Linked DNA regions of Larimichthys crocea: region 1 is linked to region 2. The links are chromatin contacts, called in public Hi-C maps. All regions are on one chromosome and are shown on one strand. Each heading gives the region's core, a stretch centred on a gene start, on an enhancer-like site or on the middle of the called end of the contact. The rest is flanking DNA. Distances are from core to core; before and after follow the strand shown. Region 1 holds the start of znf408 (zinc finger protein 408). Region 2 holds the start of hypk (huntingtin interacting protein K).

Region 1 (2,700 bases), core at 164-2,663, 360 kb before region 2:
GGTTATAGATATTTCTGTCTGTTTATTGTGTAGGTTATAGATATTTCTGTCTGTTTATTGTGTAGGTTATAGATATTTCTGTCTGTTTATTGTGTAGGTTATAGATATTTCTGTCTGTTTATTGTGTAGGTTATAGATATTTCTGTCTGTTTATTGTGTAGGTTATAGATATTTCTGTCTGTTTATTGTAGGTTATAGATATTTCTGTCTGTTTATTATGGTTTTTTTTTGCCTTTTCTACTTTTTTCTAATTCTGTAGTGTATGCTACACTTTCCTCTGCTGCTGTAACAAGTACATTTCCCCGTGGTGGGATGAATAAAGTATATCTAATCTAATCTAATTTAATTAAGACATCTCTCTTTAGCCTGGCTTTTACCTGAGGTGCCATTCACTGCTGAGTTTTTATGTCCTGATCACTCCCTGTTATTCACTGTACAGGTCTTAAATTATGCTTTTTACCCTATAGGTCTTAATTTTCTTTTTATCTGTTTCGTTGTTGTAGTTTTATGCTTTTTACTTTTTCTTCTAATCTCTAGTTTTTCTGTTACCTTAAGAACTGTTAGTTTTTGTCTCTCACATTTTAAGTCTGCACCTGTTTAAAAATTAAGATTTCCATCTGATTGAGTTACATTGTCCTATTTTAACCTGTTTTTAATGTTGTATCCTTGTAATTTGATACTTTTATGGTTCTTTCTGTTTGTCTCTGTCACTCTCATTTATTGTAAGGTGACAGAAAGGTGCCTATGAAATAAAATGTATATAATATATATGTAATATTTCTGTTCTATAGAAATAAATAAAGTTGAATTATTCACATTAAATGACTTTTTACTTTATTTCAGGTTTATTTCAGCTGTTACAATAATCTATTGCTATATTAGAGTCACGTAACATTAACTTGTAGTTAATAAATCAGACTCTTTTTATATTAATTATGTTAATTATGTTAATTATGTTAATTATATTCATTAATCTTCCTTTTAAGTCTCCTGTGGTCTCGGGCTAACGCAGGGAAAACGCATTTCTGGCCAACATCCGTCAACATCGACGAGTTAAGTTTGAATTAAGTCAATTAAGCTGTGACGCTGTTGTCTGCTGTTAATTAATCACGAAGTGACGCTAATTGTTTAATTAAAGCAGATTTTTAATCATTTATCGAAGCTAACGGTCACACGTTAACTTATACGGAGCGTTAGCATTCCGGCTAGCTCAGAACAAACACGACCTGTGACGTTAAATGAACCATTAATCACTTTGAATAGACTTAATGAGTGTGTACGTACTTGGTGTGAGTCGCTGTCTTTGATCGATTATTGATTATTTTAATTATTCCGATTAAACTCCGGGAAAGTATCGCTATCCAACCGACGGAAGGAGTCCCTGCTAAATTATGGTCCGACCGACTGGGAGAAACAGCTGGTGAGTGTCTTTGGTTCCGCAAACATTCACACAGCTCAGCACCTTGATTGATTGATTGATTGATTGATTAGGGAGGGAGGGATGAGTGGATGGAGTGAGGGATAGGGTATGTATAGCTTGTGAGGTAGTTATGTATGTATTTAGTTATGTAGTTATTTATTCATAGTTAGGTATAGTTTATTGTTAGTTATATGGTTTATTTATTTATTTATTTATTCATATTTTATTTATATTTTATTTATATTTTATTTTATTTCTATTATATTTTATTTATTTATTTATTTACATCTGAATTTTAATGTATGAATATTCCTAACAATTAAAAGTGCATAGCTCCTTGACATGGTTTCATTGTATCACTGGAATAGAATAGAGAGATCGAGCACACATAGTCTGGGGTGAGATTTATGAATGATTTGATGCATCACACAGGCGTTATGATATAGATTTAAATCAGTCAGCCGGAGAAGACCAAAGCAATGAAATAGAGGTCTTGTGGGGGCATTGTACTCTGACCACGACACAGGCTGCCGTGCAAATGGTCTTTTGGTCCAGCTGGACATTTCTCAAACTATATTTCAGAATAATGGGCCGTCAGAACAATGGCGTGGGACCTTTCTGGCTGTAGCTTGAGAGTGGAATCAATCTTTTTATCTGACTGTCAGCGAGACAAAAAAAATCCAGCATCCTTTCTCTACATCTGAAAATATAATATACTGCTGTACTTTTCTGAAGTTATTAGTATTTTTCGGATGTTTTTTAAGGTCCATGTTGAGGTTCAAACAGCGAAATATCAACTCTGACATAAAGTTAGTGTTTCTTATCTTATGTAATCTGAAACGGTCACAGTTTGCTCACAGCATGAAGCACTTTCTGTGTTTTCTACTAATTAACAAGAGCAAAATAAGCAGAGAGAGAGAGAGAGAGAGAGAGACGATTTATCCGGAGGCCCGGGGCAGAGAGGTGAACAGGGTGGGGTACAGAGGATCCTTAATGGACCCTATTCAGTCACAAGGGAACGCTGACGCCATCTACAACCCACCCTGCTCGGCAAATACAAATTTACCGTAATTTTATTATCCCTATGAGTCAGTGCTGTATCCTATTTACCTCAGAAACACTGAGCTCACTGAGAGGCAGACGGAAGGTGAAAGACGTGTTTGTTGTCTGTACCTGGAATGTCTAGGCGGTGACCCTCCTGGAATGATGGAGGACTGACTGATCTGCAGTCTAATTATATAAGTTTCACATCTTTACGTAGCATGAACAGACATGAGAGC
Region 2 (2,700 bases), core at 3-2,502:
TTTAGCTGCATCTAGTGGTCTAATTGCTGCATTGCAGTCTCCTCACATCACCCTCACCATCTCAGTGTAAAGGAAAAACAACACTTCTAGAGTCACTTTTTAGTTTAGTCTGTAGAAACATGGTGTTTCAATAAAAGAGGACCCGCTCCCACTGTAAATATAAAAGGATCATTTTTAAGTAACAAAAGTAAAAAGATTCTTATTTTCAGGTGATCATACACACGGGGCGGCTGTGGCTCCTCCACTTTCAAAGCTTGTAACTATTCCATCTTAGTGTTTGATTTCCATAGGTATATATCTCCTTTGTTCCAGATCATGTCTGCTCCTGCTACTTCTCGTCGTAAACGCCTAAACCACCCTGACTCCTTTTGCTGTATTTGTGCTAGTTTCACCATTCCAAGTCAGAGGAAAGCAAACATCAGTGCATTTATCAAACATGCATATTTTGCATATTTTAAAGTAAAACTCGGTGATCAAGACAACAAGCCATGGGCTCCTCACAAAGTGTGGAAGCAGTGTGTGGAGAGTTTACAGATGTGGACCAAAGGAACACGTGAAAAGTTGCGTTTGGTATCCCCAAAAAGATCACTGCACAGACTGTTACTTTTGTTCAGTGGAAACAAGCACATATCTGTTACAGTATAAGATAATATGACAGATCTGATTCATTCTTTCACTAAAATCACTTTTGGAAATAGAACTGAGGTTAATTAATAATTAAATGATGTGCCTGATTTTTTAATTAGACCTAAAAGAAAGCAGAATATTGATAAGTATAACTTCTTTTGCTTAAAAATGCATGCTTTTATTTTGAAAGAATGAACTTTGAAGCTGTTCCTTGATGAAATATTTGAATTTTTACCACTAGAAACATTCAAATGCATGTTAACATATCTGTTAAGTACAGGACTTTTCATATTTTTTAAGAAAACAGGGATCCTATAGTTCAAAAACTTGACGTGATCGAGAAAAACTGAGATCAGTTTTGGATTCAGCACCTGAAACATTAGTTAAAAACAGGTGTCAGACCTAACTCAACAAAAATAGTTTTCCCCAGTGTAATATATTTATGTATAAGACAGAGTGTACTGTGAAATGTTATTGTGATGGAGAAAGGGGGGGCAGGTGCAAATACCCTGGATGTGAAAGTACAGTGCATGCAACAGAGCCCAAAGAAAATAAAAATAAAAATTCTTCAGATTATTTTTATTTATTTATTTAGAGGGTTAAACTGTGATTTCCCTTTCCGGTGCTACCCCGTTTCTCCCTCCGACGTTTGGCCGGAACCTTCCTTTTCGTTCCGGCCCTTGTACTCGAGCAAACATGGCTGCGGAGGGAGACGTCGATCTGGACCTGGAAGCCGAAGAAAACTGCACCGGGAAACCGGCGGAGAAGCCCCGCAAGCATGACAGCGGAGCCGCTGACCTGGAGAGAGTCACGGACTACGCGGAGGAGAAAGAAATCTCCAGCTCGGACTTAGAAACGGTGAAAGCTGCGGAGCTAACGACGTTAGCCGAGGGGAACATGCGGCAACGCACTTTAAAATCTAGTGCGCGACTACATCGGTTTGTACGGTAAAGCGTATGAGCGGCTTCATGGTGCCTTCAAGCGCACCTCGGAAACTCAGAAATCACATAATCTCTTTTCTAAGCTACATATGCAGATTTAGAAAAGTCATCAAATAAACAAATCAAATGTCCCCAGCTACCTCTGTGGTGAATATCAAGTTGTTTTACTGTACTATTTGTTTTAATAGTGATGCATACATTATATTATACTGTATTAGAAAATAGTACAGTAAAATAACTTGAAATTCACCCCAGAAGTAGCTGGGGACATGTAGAAAAAGAATCAGGTGGAGTTGATTTGTTTATTTAATGATTTTTGTAAATCTGCATGTATCTTTCGAAAAGAGATTATTATTATTATTTGATTTCTGGGTTTCCGATGTGCACTTGAAGGCACCATGAAGCCGCTCACACGCTTTACCGTACAAACCGATGTAGTCGCGCACTAGATTTTGTGTAGAGTAGATAGCGTTACCGCAGTCGGGCTGACACGGTCTGACGTTAAACCGTGTGAAGCGTCAAAGTTGAACCGTGTTCCGTTTTTAACTCTACTTATAGATTCATGAGCCGTTTCCATGACTACGTGTTAAAAGGCGGGAATTATCTACCAACGGTTATCTCAGTGGCTAACTGTTAGCTGACAGGCTCTAAGTGATTTAACATGCAGATATATCAACATACACTCAGATAAACTCATTAAAGTGTTCGATATAGATTAAACACAACAGGAAAGGAAACGTCCAAACAGTGTTACAGTACACTTTTTCTTAGTTAATAGGAAACAGTGGTACTAATTAAGGCTCCGTTCCATTTAGGTCAAACAGAGTAAGGCATAGACATATAAACATAGACATATACACATAGACATATAAACATAGACATATAAACATAGACATATACACATAGACATATACACATAGACATAGATACTAGACGCCAGCATGAGCGCTGAATCGTAACGTCAACGGGTCCGCCTATTGGATGTGGCAAGTCTGCCCGTAAACTAATACAAGGAAATGGACTGAACTTCATAAGCGCCTTTCTACAAAGGTCTTTAGAGTTAATGTCTGTTAACACCATTCACACACACACTAATATAGGGAAACAAGCAGGCACCAAAACAAACGTATGT

Evidence for each region. A called contact is a pair of places that touch in the nucleus more often than the background predicts.
Region 1: a Hi-C map of muscle shows a contact between it and region 2, with 9 times the contacts expected there. The contact joins the promoter of znf408 here to the promoter of hypk in region 2. A contact is called at or near these places in 3 of 7 Hi-C or Micro-C datasets (all in muscle).

Annotation. Positions count from the first base shown.
Region 1 is chrVIII:7,011,029-7,013,728 of L_crocea_2.0, reverse strand. It overlaps znf408 (zinc finger protein 408), which reads right to left and starts at 1,413. Exons shown (of 9, transcript XM_027281131.1): 1 at 1,285-1,413.
Region 2 is chrVIII:6,652,887-6,655,586 of L_crocea_2.0, reverse strand. It overlaps hypk (huntingtin interacting protein K), which reads left to right and starts at 1,252. Exons shown (of 4, transcript XM_019257120.2): 1 at 1,252-1,485. The coding sequence starts at 1,324.